4 separate regions of the Mus musculus genome follow, and regions 2, 3 and 4 are each linked to region 1. The links are chromatin contacts, called in public promoter capture Hi-C maps. All regions are on one chromosome and are shown on one strand. Each heading gives the region's core, a stretch centred on a gene start, on an enhancer-like site or on the middle of the called end of the contact. The rest is flanking DNA. Distances are from core to core; before and after follow the strand shown.

Region 1 (3,451 bases), core at 424-2,923:
ACCCCAACCCACAGGAACATAAACGCTCGTGTGTCTTGCAGCCTGGCCTTGGGGATTCCAGAAATAACACCGGGCCGTCCGCCGCTGCACTGGAGCATAGTAAGGCGTTTCTGTATTAAGACAGAGTAGAGTCACTTTCCAACCAGGCCTCTCCTGGTCAAAGCACAAAGCAACCTTTACAAGTTGGGTAGGGAGGGGCAGCTGGGAGGAGATCTGAATTTCTGGAAGCTTCGTCTCTTCCCCCCCCCCCCCCCATCTGTGCTCAGTGTCAGACCTTCCTTTCTGCAGTCTTCGGTCTGCTTGGTTCCGTTTAGCATTTGAATCCACTTTGCCTGTGGCAGTCACTGAAGTTCTTTGAACCCTTGAGGAACTACTGGAACTGGCATCTCTTCAGAGCCCAGGTGGCAGTTTCATTCTTTGAGTCCGGTAGGACAGCCACCTCACTAGGAATTGGATTGAGGGCTAGGAAATAAGGGAGCCTATTTAAAGGAGAAAAATGTTAGCTGTGACCCTGAATACATGGCATCTGGGGCAAATGCTCTCATTTCAGAAGGGTGTTTATTGTGCAGAGAAAAACATGAGATCTTCACAAATATATCAGGAGAAAAAAAACCCATCACACACAAAAAACAAAAGCATGCATACATGCTTTACAGAGTACAAAGGTGTGTGTGTTCGGGGCAGGGTGTACTTAGACATTAATGTGGAAAAGTAGTAAAGAAATGTTTAAGAAATATGCTTCCGGGGATCGGGTAGTCACAGCTGTGTTTGTTCAAATCGTGCTTAATGTCATTTCCCCGTTTTAAAGAAATGCTTACCTGACGCTGCCACGCAGTCCTGCCCAGATCTCCTGAATCTACCTTTCCATAAGGGAATTGCTGGCTTTCGGGTGCCTGTGTGAAAACTTGAATTAAGCCACTTTCTCTGGGAACGAATCCTTTTTTAATGGGGATCAGGATATTTCTAATTTGTAGCCGAAACAGGAAAATTGTAAGGGTTGCATTTTAATGTCTTGGGGATACAAACCTTTGTCAAGAACAGGAAGGTAGAAGAAAGGAAGGCGCTTGTGCATCAAAAGGGCTAATTATCTCACCCCTGCCAAGTCCAGCTGCAGCCGCAGCAGCTCGAGAGCTGCAACGCCCCATCTGCAGTGGTTGCTGCTACAGGACACGCGGTCGCAGCCTCGGAGGTCGAAAGCACCTCCGGTCCCGTGCCGCACCCAGGAGTGCCGGGCTGGCGGGGAGGATGAGGGGAGTTGGAAAAGCATCGCCATGGCAACAGTGACGTCCATTCACCCTGGATCTAATTGGAGGAAACCCCGTGGCCGAAGCCGCAGCCTGCGGGCCAACCGAACCTACCCGAGCCGACCCACCCTCGGAGCCTCCGCTTCGCTTCCCGCCCCGCCCCCTGGGCCCCCTTCCGCGCGCTCGCCCCTCATTGGACAGAGGAGAAGCTAGAGGCGGGACTCCTTGGGGAGGTGCAGCGTTCTATTGGTCGGTGGCGAGCTCGTCGGCTCCGTGCTAGGCTGAGACGGGAGGGTCCTCGGCTAAAGCCCAAAGCAGATCAAAGTGGTGGGACTCGCGTCGCGGCTGCGGAGACTAGAAGGTGAGTGCGGACACAGCTCTGGGACTGCGGCTGCAACAGCCGCCGCGAGGTACCGAGGCCGGGTTGGCGGAGCACGGTCCTCATATCTGCTAGGCTACCGCGCGCCTGAGGTTCGGGCTGGGACGGGAAGGTGCGGCACCAACGGCCGCTTCCATCTTGGGCCGGGTGGGGCCCGCGCTCCGGCCTTGGGGAGGCGCGGCGGGCGGGCCGGAGGGCGCGGGCGGAAGGCGGCGGCCCCGTGAGAGGCCGGAGGACGCGCCGCCTCGTGCGCTGAGACAAAGCGGGCGTCCGGCTGCATTGTCTGACGCGCTCTCTCCTCGCTCCTTTTTGTCCTCGCCGGCGCCGCCCCGCCCCGCCCCTCGCGGCTCTCAGGAGGACTCCGGATCCGGCTCGGCGCTCGCCCTCGCTCGCCATGGAGAAGACCGAGCTGATCCAGAAGGCCAAGCTGGCCGAGCAGGCCGAGCGCTACGACGACATGGCCACCTGCATGAAAGCCGTGACGGAGCAGGGCGCCGAGCTGTCCAACGAGGAGCGCAACCTGCTGTCGGTGGCCTACAAAAACGTGGTAGGGGGCCGCAGGTCCGCCTGGAGGGTCATCTCGAGCATTGAGCAGAAGACCGACACCTCTGACAAGAAGTTGCAGCTGATCAAGGACTATCGGGAGAAAGTGGAGTCGGAGCTGAGGTCCATCTGCACCACGGTCCTGGTGAGTTGGCGCCGGCATTAGTGAGGGAGTAGGGCGGCGGGAGCGACACCCCTTTTGTGTGGTGTTCCCGATGGGGAGAAACCTGTGGGATAGAGAGTTTGTGATTTGAGCCCCAGGCTTCCTTCTTACCTGTTTCAGAGCTTTCTCGGGGGTGGGTAACTCTTTTTTTCCCAAGCTCTGGGGTACAAAAACTTGGGGGGAGTAGCCGCGTAGGCTTGCACAAGACTGAAAAAGACCTATTTAACCTTGTGCCAGGAGAGTGGTCCTGAGATCTGTAAGTTCTTTCATGTCGTAGAAGGCATGGGGACTTTTACCATAGAGATGCTAGAATTTCCCCAGCCCCCCAAGATTTAGGAGTGAAAAATCTAGACATGTTTTATTTTTCATGTAAGAATATGTTGAGCCTTTCCTTGCTAAAGAGGTGTGGGGGTGGGTGGGTGGATGAGTTCACTGGATGAAAAGGATACAGATAATTTGAAGAATACCATGCCCTGGTCAAATTTCACTATTTAATAGTGTTTGTTTGTTTGTTTTCTATTTGTTGCCTCACTTTAGTCCGGTGTATGGAAATGAAAGCATTTCTGGTGTGGATGGGCAAGGAAGGCTTTCCAGGTTTTGCACTATCCAGTCCCAACCGGGATGTTAACTGCTATGATTCACCCTTATTAGAGGGGGCACTTTTAAATCTTGAGTCATTCATTGCCCAGATCTCTTATTCAATAAAGCAAGTTTCTAAAATTTAAATAGCATGCCATAGAGTGTCAGATATTAATGCTGCAAACTGTGACTCCTGTTCACATTGATAGGTAGTTATAGACTGATGATGAAGTAGCTGCTGGGTTTGCTCTTCACATGCCACCTTTATATGAGGCAGCTGGTAGCTGATAGGCTTGCCCTGGATCTTTTTAGGTGTCTTTTATGCAGGGTTTCATAAGAGAAGGGAAAAAGGGGCTTTCCCTTCTAGCCTTCATTTCTTTATCACATCGAATCAATGGAACCTAGAACATTTTTCCCTGTTGTGTAAAACCTACCTGTTTTACTAAAACAAAAGAGATTATCTGAGCAAAATCATGGCTGATAGATACAGATGTTAGGGGTCAGAAGCAATCAGTTGGTAGTGAAGTGCAGAAAACTCTGTTT
Region 2 (3,451 bases), core at 647-3,146, about 18 Mb after region 1:
GAACCTGCCCACAACACTCTGCTCACCTCCGTGGATGCCCCAGGTGAAGATGGCTACCCTCATGATGACGCTGTGCTGCTCTGCTTCCTGCTCAGCCTGGGGGATGGGACGGGGTCACAGGGGTCAGGGTTCATCCAGGCCATGCCCACCAAACCACCATGCCCATCACTTCTTGACTATGCCCACCACTTCCAGTCCCACTTTTCACTTCCTGTTTTCTCCTATGATGTCACTTTCTGTTCTGCCTGCTCCGTCCCCAGAAGGCCCCACTCACCTGTACAGCACCCCCCATGGCGTCCTCCTGGTCCTTTGACTTCTCCAGGATCAGCCCCTCCAAGGCCTGTGGGTCAGTGGTGGGGTCATCACAAGGGGTGGAGTCAGGGGCGGGGTCAGTGAGGTCACCTGAATAGATTTGCACAAATTTGCATGACAGGAAGTAAGCAGGCAGGGCCTGAGGTGATGGGCGGGACAGGAAGTGGAGGGCATGGCCAGGCACAGTGGGCTTGGCTGGAAGTGTGCAATGGCGTTGGGAAGTGGGCGGGGATAAGATGAAAAGGGTCGAGGCCTGCAATGGGTGTGGAAGGGGCAGGGCCACACACCACCACAGGGTCAAGGTCTCTGGGTCTTCCTGGGGGAGGGACGGGTGGAGCTGGAAGTGACATCATACCAGACTTCCTGGCAGCCCCTCACAGAAGCCCCACCCACAAGTCAGAAATCCTGAAAATGACATCACTTCCAGTGGGCCTGGCCCCACCCACCATCCTGATGTCTTGCCCATAAAGCTCCCAAAAAGCAGGAAGTGACATCACTTGTGGTTGGTGTGGTGACCTCATTTCCCCGCTCCATCATCCCCAGAACCCACCCTCTTCTCCCAAACTCAGAACTGCAATCATGATGCCACTTACAGTGGGTATGGCCACCAACAGACCACGCCCATCTTCCTAAAAAGATGAAAGTAGCTACCCTGAGGCCCCTTCCCACTGACCTTTGTGCCCCCCCCCCCTCGCGGCAAAGTACTGGAGGCAGGGCCAGGTGGCCTTGCTCAGCATCTCGGGGAAGGCAGGATGGACGACCATGAAGGCCAGGCCCTGGGGTGGGGGGAAGGGGTGAATGGGTGGGGTCAGACACGCGTCAAGGCCCTGCCCACAATGACTCAATCACTCTTGGGCACACCCCCAGCCAGGACGTCAAGAGAATATATACAATATATACAAATGCGGGGGGGGGGGTGTCACAGGGTGATGACATCATCTGGACACGTGTCAATGGCAAGGAGGGAAACTGTGACATCATCTGAACTCAGGAAAAGCCATAACGTCATGCAGTTTTATGCAAATGCATGCAAATTTACATGACAAATACACGCAGAGTAAAGCCATAACATCGTTTATGTTTATGGAAATTTACTCAGGGGAGCTGTCATTATGCAAATTTATGCAAATTTTCATCATGCGAAACTGATGTCACATGAGCGTATGCAAATTCCCAACGTACACGATATGCTAATTTATACAGGTCAGGGGAGGTTATATAAACCTGGGTAGAACAAAACCAAGCAGCCATTCAAATTCACTCAAATTCATGCAAACGAGCAGCAATGAAACTTAGACCCCATGCAAATCTATGTCTCTTGCAGGAGCTTAGTTAAGACCCCGCCCCAGGCCCCTGTCACTCACGCTCAGCCACTCCCAGCCCTCGCTCAGGCTCCGTCCCTGGCCTGTCTGTCAGTGCCTCTTGGGAAAAAACAGGTCACTCACCTGAAGCTACGTCCACATGCCACTCCGCTAGTCGCTGTCAATCCCGTGGGGACCAAGTGTCACTCACGTGAAACCCCGCCGACATGTCTCGCACAGCGAACCCCAGGATCTCCTTCCGCCGCGAGGAGGCGCTCGCCAGGACGACGCGGTGCCAGCGCAGGCACGTGCGGGGTGATGTCACAGCGACATCTGGGCGGGGAGTGATGACGTCGAACGGGTCGCCTGTGGTTCTGCGGTTCGCCGAAAGGTCAGGAGCTGAACCGGTGACGTCGCTGGAGTCGCCGGGGATTGGGGCGGGGGGGGGGTAACGGTGGTTGCGGCGGGGAAACCGGAAATCGGTCGCGCTGCTCCGAAAGGGAAAACCGGGTTCGGCGAAGAGAGGAACTGCACATCCGCTGTTTGCTTGTCCGCTTCTGATCAGCGGAACCCGGAACTGGAAGTCTTCAATGTCACGCTGCCGCTCCGAGTTCTCGTGAGATTTACAATGCGGTAGAAGGACTCACTTCCTGTTGGAACGGAGGAACTTCCTGTCTGGAAGTTAGGGTTCAAGCATGCTGGGAGTTGCAGTTATTTCCTGCTTTAGGCATGACTTCCTGTTTGCCATAGGAAGTGACGCCACAGTAGCCCCGAGTTTCACTGGGAGGCACGCTGGGAGGTGTAGTTCCTACCTGTACATCTCCGGGTCTAACCTCCCAGGAACGTACCGTATTAATACGCTGCCCTGTCACCGGGTCGAAGCGCCCGCATGCCCGGCCTCCCCTCACCGTGGCCGCTTCACCGCAGGCAAATCCATATCCTTTGACACCAACCGGAGCGGATGCAGTAACCATCTCACCTGTGATGCAGTGACCATCCCAAGGGAGATGTAATGACTCTTACCTGAGATGCAGTAACCATCTCACCTGAGATGCAGTGACGATCCCAACTGTGATGCAGTGACCATCCCACATGAGATGTAGTGAGCATGCCACTTGAGATGTATTGACAGTGATTATCCTACCTGAGATACAGTGACCATCCACCTGAGATGCAGTGACCATCTCACCTTTGATGCAGTGAACATTCTACCTGAGTGATTCTTACATGAGATGCAGTGTCCATGCCACCTGAGATGTTGTAACCATTCCACCTAGGATGCAGTGACTATGCCATCTGAAATGTAGTGACCATCCCAGGTGAGATGGGATGATAATCCCACCTGTGATGCAGTTGACTATCCCACCTGAGATGTAGTGACCATCCCACCTGAGATGAAGTGACCACTTGAGATGTGATCGTCTCTCCTGAGATGAAGTCACCATCTTACCTGAGATACAGTGAAAATCCCACATGGGATGCAATGACTATCCAACCTGAGATGTAGAGAGTCGTCTTAACAGAAATGCAGTGACCATCCACCTAAGATTCAGTGACTATCCCACGTGTGAAGTTGTGACCATCCCAAGTGAGATGGGATGACAATCCCACTAGTGATGCAGTGACTGTCCCACCTGAGATGCAGTGACCATGCCACCTGAGATGTTGTGACTATCTCACGTGAGATACTATGACAATCCCACCTGTGATGCAGTGACCACCCCACCTGAGATGTAGTATCCATCCCTCCTGAGATGCAGTGACCATCTTACCTGAGATGCAGTGAACATCCCACATGGGATGCAGTGACCACCCCATCTGAGAGATGTAGTGAGTCT
Region 3 (3,451 bases), core at 568-3,067, about 18 Mb after region 1:
GGGGCGGTAGCACACACCTGCAAACTTGGGAGGGCGAATCTGGAGAAGGTTGAGGCTTGCCTGGGTAATTTACAGACTAGGACTTTCAGAATGCTTTACAGTATTGGAATTTAATCAATTGAGCTATTTGAGAAAGAATAATCTCAACCCACCTCCACATTCTGACAAGGTCTCCCAGGCTGACATCCAATTCTCTTTTGTTATCAAAGATGACTCTACACTTCTGATTTTCTGGTCCCCAACTTGCAAGAATTGAACCCAGGGCTTCATTTATGCTAGACAGGCACTGTACAAGTGCGCTACATCCCCAGCTCCTTGAAGATTTTCCTGGGGTGCTCAAGATTATGACTGAGCTAAGACAAAGCTGAGAAGCTTACCGACAACTTTTAATAGAATTGTTGATTCATGATACAGCACGACAGTCCCAGCTGGAGGAAGAATGATTTGGAGGATATAGTTTAATGAGAAAACTAAAACCAATCAGAGAATCAACTGGGAGATGGTTTAGAGAACACAAACACCTTCAAAGGCTTATGGGTGTTTAGAAGGAGGACAAGTCTTTGAAGAGCATGATCACATCTAAGATGGTCAGAAAAGAACATGATCAAAGGCTTTACTTACACATGAAATGCACATGTTGGTGATGGCGAGGTGTCTGCCAAAGTGTAGCTTATTTTTATTTAATATGCTTATATATTTGTTATATGCTAATTAGTTATGTGTGTGTGTATATAAAATTTACCTAAATAAAAATCTCCTTATTGGTGAATCAGCTCATCAGGTTCAACCATTCTACCATCACATTCTGCGGGTGCTGGAGCATACTTAGAAAGGTAAGTTAGAAATTTGCTTATTTCGACTATAGAAAGGAAGAAAAGGGAGGTGTAAATAAAACTGATAGGGAGAGAGGGAAAAGGGACAAAACTAGAGAAAAGACATGGCACAGGTGTGGTGGAGTTACCCCACCAGAGTAGCCCTCAGGAGGCTGAGACTGGAGATTCATGAATTGGAAGTCAGTACTGGTGTACAGACTTTGCAACAAAACAACCAACCTACAAACAAGTGAAAAGCAAGGAAGAGATCGGTTGGGATGGGGCAGGCTTTCAGATTTTCGATTTGGTGGTACAACTTTGGCTACAGTGACCGCCCGCCTTTTCTGAATAGAGCGCTTCAGCTCCCGGGATTCCAAGGGCTGCTTAGGCCCGAAGCAGCAAAGAAGCTTCCATTCGCAGGGAGGTTCTCCCCGCACCCGGGGTTCCTCAGGCCGATGACATCATTCCAACCCCAGGAGCGCTGCGCCTTTTTCAGTTTGGAATCCCGGCTCTATCAACTCTAGCTTCTTAAGGAGACCAGGTTGTCAGGACCAGCCCACAAGCGGGATCTCTTCTGGAGATGTCCGGGTTTAGTAAGGAGGTTCCTGAGTGGCCCAGAGCACTTCTTTCTCTCTCATCTATATGAACTATACACACACACACACACACACAGCCAGCCACGCCCGTCGCTGGGCTAACATCCTTAGCTCCTCAACAGGATACTGAGAGGGAGTAGAGGATTCCAGCAGTCAGCTGGGCGCCCCGGAAAAGGCAAGGGAGGGAGGGCAGGAGCTATACGGACGTAGTGCGCCTGCGCAGTTCCCGGGCCGCACCTCCCCCGCGGGGCGTGTTCGTCAAGCCGCTCACCCAATCAGGAGGCCGTAGGGAGCGCGCCCGCGGCCTCGCCCCCTCTGGTCCCGCCTCCGCGTGCCCTACTTGCCCGCCCGCGCGCGTGCGCAGAGGCGGGCCGCAGGGGCGAGGGCGCGAGAGAAGGGCGGGTGTACGTCCTTGCGTGCGTCTCAGGCTGCGCGCACGCCGGCGTGAGAGGGCACGGGGAAAAAGGTGGCTCTGGCCGGGGCGGCTCTGTTTCCTGGGGTTATGTAGCAGGGCTTGTCGGCTCGCGAGACCTCCCGCTGCCCTCGCCCGTGTCCTAGCGCGGGGTTTCTGCTCCGGGCGGAGGCCGTGTTCAAGCCCGCCGCGCTCCCTCGACGTAGAGCTCGCTCGTCCGCCCGTGGGAGCGTCCCGGCCGAGCTGCGCTGAGGGGGGAGGGGAGGCCATTTTGTCCCGACCGACTCCCCGGAACCGGGCGGAGCGGCTGGGAGAGGCTGCGGAGCCGCGGGCGCCGCCCCTCGGAGGCACGGGCGCCGCCACCGTCGGGGCTTCCTCGACGAGGCCGTTCGGAAGGTCTCCTGCTCCGTCTCGAGAGCTGCTTTCTCCTTCCGCACACGCTACCCGGCTGCTGCGGCCCCAGAACGCCCGGGTGAGGAGTTGGTTGTAGTGAGCAGTTCCGATCCCTTGGGGCTACCGGCGGCGAGCGCCCGAGCCGCTCCTCCCAATGGCGAAGAAGACGTACGACCTGCTTTTCAAGCTGCTCCTGATCGGGGACTCGGGAGTGGGCAAGACCTGCGTCCTTTTTCGTTTTTCGGACGATGCCTTCAATACCACCTTTATTTCCACCATAGGTAAGACCTGTGGGAGGATGGTGTGGGGGCTCTGTAGCCGCGAGCCGTTTTCTTTTATTCCAGACATCTTGCTTCCCGGAATTTACGCCTTTGTTCCAGTGATTCCGATTCCAGACGACAGACCTAAGTTACTGTTGGAATCGGAATAGCCTTACTGGGGCGGGGTCTTCCCATGCTTACCATCCGGTCTCAAGTCTCCTTCTCTGTTCGGTGCCTTCTGGCACAAAATATGCAGCATTTAGCAGCGTTCCAGAATCCGGTTTCTTTAAGTGACTTGCCTGGCCTTACCATAATTGCATGAAGTTACTTGATGTGCTATTTGTAATAGACGTAATTTAGTGGTTGGGATTGAAGCAGTACTGGCTATGTGGCAAAGGCCCGAATTGGGGGTCAAAGAGAAAATATTCTATCTGACTGTAACTTGGAGTAAACTTGAGAGTTGCAGAATCATTAAGGAAAATGAGAGGGGCGGGGGAAAGTGAGTTGGCTGTCTTGACTGAACCATTGATGTGTCAAACAATCGGAGGCCCTTCGTGCTTGGGGTGGGAATCTGGCATGGTTGGCTCACAGTGCTTTTTCAAGACCTCAACGAAGCAGATGGACGGTTTCTGTTTTCAACCCAATGGAATCAAGTCAAGTTCTAATGTTTTACTTGATGTTAGAATTTACAGGAAAATCTTTCGTCAGTCATGGCTCTAAGGACTTCTAATGTACTACCACATATTTCGGAATTACTTGGTATGGAAATAAAAACTGACCTTTTAAATGGGTTTCCTGTTTCGGAAATGAAAAGGGAAGGTTTCAAGAAAGTCGTTTTGACGCTGGCACCAACATCAATTTTGTCAAAGTAACTGTACATGACCACCCCCCTCCCTGGTTTTTTAAAGTATCCGGTGTCTTTCATTTTTGAACCTCAGCTCCGGCATTAGAGCAGTGCAGGAAAACTTGTGATAAATG
Region 4 (3,451 bases), core at 428-2,927, about 13 Mb after region 1:
TTTATTAAATCAGCTTAGATTGTCTGAAAATGTTTAAAAGTGCTCCTGGCAAATCCAGTTAAGGTAAATCTGCTAGACTGATAAAATGAGAAAAATAAAATTAAAGCCCTGAATACTGTAGCAAGTTTCTGAAATAAAAAAGTTATTGTAACTTTTTCATGTCGAACAGCTGTGCTCCAAAACATCAAAGACAACCCTACAGAACTTAATCTCTCCCAGAATCATTTTAAAGACATTCTTCAGTTAAAGAACATGCAGACAATTACTTATGACTGGTCACATGATGTAAATCATTTATAAACAGCAGGATATCGGACTAGCAACAGAGGCTTATTATTAACCAATTAAAAATAATCCATCTTTGTATTTTTAACAGGATTCCTGGCCAGAATTCCCTAAACCATCCTCCATTCACCCGGTCACATGGTTAGGAGTCACGAATCTAAGCGGTGAACAAGCTTCAAACACGCCAAGGTAACTCCTTAAAACTGCTTTCGTGACACACTGTATCGTTTCCAGGCACTGCACCCTGCTAAGCATTTAAAAACATTTCTCCTGAAATCATCACAGAAAACCCCTTCCTCCAGATTTCTTTAAATCTGAAAAAAACTATCATAGCATGTCTTCTTTTGTACATAAAACGTCTGAATTCCATTCCCTTCCCCAAAAGTTCAGCTGTTACAGAATAAAAGGCTACGAGGAAAAAGAAGGGTTTCTAAAGCCGTATTCTTGGAAGAAGCACTAACTTTACACGTGTTCGGCCATAAACTCCGCACAGTTTATTTCCCCTCAAATTTGACCGTATTCACAAGCAAAACTAAGGTTCGAATATCTGAAGTCGCTGTTTTGGTCTTCGGCTTTCAAGTTCCTCGTTCTTCGGGTACCGAAGAGATGTTCCCCTAACAAAAAGCACCACGTTCCTTTCTAAGGCACCTGAACAGGTCGAACCCCAGTCCCGATTTTCTTTCACATTCACATCCGTTTGCCAAGGTTTTCCTGGACACTCGCAGGCCAGAGGACCACCCCGCACCCCAACCTAGCGACCCCCGCCCACCCACCCTCGCTCTCATAAACCCACTCCTTCCGCTTCACCCACTTCCACCTCGCACGTTTCTCTGGATTCACCGTGCTTCTTCCAGACTGTGGGCACCGAGGGGCTGGAGGCCGCCTGGCACCCACACGGATCTGGTCACTAAGGCCGGCAAAGGGCGCGGGGCGCGGGAAGGAAGCGGGAAAGCGGCGAGTGCGCCCCCTCCCCCGCCGGCGCACACCCCCTTCCGGCTCCCCTCCCCCGGCATTGTGCGAGCGGGGCCCAGGCCGCGGCCCGCCGCGATCCCCGCCCAGGCCCGACCCGTTCCCGCCCGAGGCCTGCTCCCGCGGAGGCCGCCACACAAAGCCCAGAGCCGGCCCCCGCGGCGCCCACGGACCCGACGAAGCGAGCGCGGGCTGACTTACAGGGCTGCTGCGGCCGCGCTGCCTCAGCCGGGGGACACCGACCGTTGGGCACCGGCGGCGACGCTCTCGGCCGTCCGTCCTCCCCCTCCGCCTCCGGTGGCGGCGACGTCTTCTTTCTCCTCCTCCTACCTCCCTCCCCCCCACCCCACCTCCTTCTTCTCCTCCCCCTCCTCCTCCGAACCACCGAAGTACCGAGGGTGAGGCACAGAGACTCACAACAACATGGCTGCCGCCGCCGCCTCCCCTCCCCTCCCTCCCCCGCCCACCGGCCGCGCGCAAAGCACTGCGGGAGAAAGGGGGGAGCACTCACCCAGCCGCGACGCCTCGCAGTGAAGTGCGTACTTCTCCCGCGCGCCGGGCGCAGGGGGCCGGCCGGGGCTCCGCGCGTGCGCACTGGCGCGGCGCTCTCCTCGCGGGTGAGGCCGCCATCGGGCGTGCACTTCCCGGCCTTTACCTTCTGGGATCAGGGCTGGCCTGCACGCCGGACCTCTGGCGCTCTGCTCCCGGGGCTGGTCACGCGCCTCGTGTGGTGCTGCAAACCCCCGACTTTCTGTGTGAGACTGAATTTATTCATCCACCGCTTCCTCCCGGATATCTCATTGTTCTCCCTAAACTGCCTGTGTGTAAGCACTGCTGCCCATGCACCCCAAAATTGAAGTCTCTTTCCCCCTACTTCCGGTATGCTGGCACCTACAGGAGTTGTAGACCTTAATACAGCCCTACCGCTCAACGTTTATCTCCCCTTTTCCACTCAAATGTTGGAGGTTTAGGGATAAAAAAAAAATGCACCTTGTTATCGTCTACAGTAGGCAAGTGTTACTGACTTCCTGCAATTGATGAGCCAGGGGTACTGGGTAAGCACAAAAGAAACTACCTTGGCTATGTATCAGACTGAATGTTTTCTTATTACCAGTTACAGAATTGTCTTGCCCTTCCTTGAAATCTGCAGGGAACAACAATGGCTCCAAAGATTTGGTCGCAGTCGTTGGGACCACTTTCTATCACACCTCTCTTGGAGAGTTTAGGCCCTCATGGGACAACTTCCTAATTAATGGCTTACCTCCTGGTTTTGACAATCCAGGGCCTTTTAATTAACTCAGTGTCTTCCCTAGGCATCTGTGAGCTCTACCAGGCTAAGGACTGTATGTGCTTTGTTCATGTGATGTATCCTAGTGCCTGTTAAACACAGCTCTTTGGGTTTTCATCATTATAAAGACAGACTGATTTAAAATTTATCTTGCCGGGCGTGGTGGCGCACGCCTTTAATCCCAGCACTTGGGAGTCAGAGGCAGTCGGATTTCTGAGTTCAAGGCCAGCCTGGTCTACAAAGTGAGTTCCAGGACAGCCAGGGCTATACAGAGAAACCCTGTCTCAAAAAACCAAAACCAAAATAAATAAATAAATAAATAAATAAAAATCTTACTGTTGTATCGCTTTGACAGAATACTAAATCAGGTCATTAATAAAGAAAATAAATTTACTTCCCAAGCGTCTGAAGACTAGGAAGTCCAATGCTAAAAGTAGTGGAAAGATCCTTGGGGCTGTGTAATCAATCCCATGATAAAACTCAAAAGGACAAAAGACCAGGAGGGGAGGGCTTGAGCTTGCTTTTATAATAATCTACTCAAAATAACATATACTCCCTAGATAGTGATACTAATTTATGCAGGAGAGCCCTTTGACTTAATCCCACCTCTTTTTAAATATCAATATGCATGTTTGTGTGTGTACAGGTGCACATGTGTGTGCATGGCACGTGGAGGGATGAGGTTGACACTCTCACTGAGATTTTACTGGGCTGGCCGGCCAGTGAGTCCCAGGAATCCTTTTGTCTCTGTCTGCCAGGCATTGTGATTACCTATAGTTGCCACAATTCCCTGTTTTATAAACAGGTTCTGGAACTCAAACCATCTTTGTGCTTGCTCAGTAAACATTATTACCGAATGAGCCATCTCCCCCCAGATCCTCAATCCCCCTGTTATTAGGCTACCACTTC

What was found. Promoter capture Hi-C pulls out the DNA fragments that hold promoters and counts their contacts.
Region 2: a promoter capture Hi-C map of cranial neural crest shows a contact between it and region 1. The contact joins the promoter of Rab10os here to the promoter of Ywhaq in region 1. A contact is called at or near these places in 4 of 39 promoter capture datasets (the HPC-7 cell line, cranial neural crest, maxillary cranial neural crest and 1 more).
Region 3: a promoter capture Hi-C map of pre-B cells shows a contact between it and region 1. The contact joins the promoter of Rab10 here to the promoter of Ywhaq in region 1. A contact is called at or near these places in 3 of 39 promoter capture datasets (cranial neural crest, frontonasal cranial neural crest and pre-B cells).
Region 4: a promoter capture Hi-C map of cranial neural crest shows a contact between it and region 1. The contact joins the promoter of Pum2 here to the promoter of Ywhaq in region 1.

Annotation. Positions count from the first base shown.
Region 1 is chr12:21,415,658-21,419,108 of GRCm38.p6, reverse strand. Ywhaq (tyrosine 3-monooxygenase/tryptophan 5-monooxygenase activation protein theta) reads left to right here and starts at 1,673. Exons shown (of 5, transcript NM_011739.3): 1 at 1,673-2,311. The coding sequence starts at 2,018. It overlaps Gm4419 (predicted gene 4419), which reads right to left and starts at 1,227. Exons shown (of 4, transcript NR_166748.1): 1 at 1,027-1,227; 2 at 819-893; 3 at 275-479.
Region 2 is chr12:3,234,236-3,237,686 of GRCm38.p6, reverse strand. Rab10os (RAB10, member RAS oncogene family, opposite strand) reads right to left here and starts at 1,896. Exons shown (of 7, transcript NR_015551.1): 1 at 1,758-1,896; 2 at 275-402; 3 at 27-96.
Region 3 is chr12:3,308,335-3,311,785 of GRCm38.p6, reverse strand. Rab10 (RAB10, member RAS oncogene family) reads left to right here and starts at 1,817. Exons shown (of 6, transcript NM_016676.5): 1 at 1,817-2,494. The coding sequence starts at 2,368.
Region 4 is chr12:8,672,485-8,675,935 of GRCm38.p6, reverse strand. Pum2 (pumilio RNA-binding family member 2) reads right to left here and starts at 1,677. Exons shown (of 21, transcript NM_001160220.1): 1 at 1,456-1,677.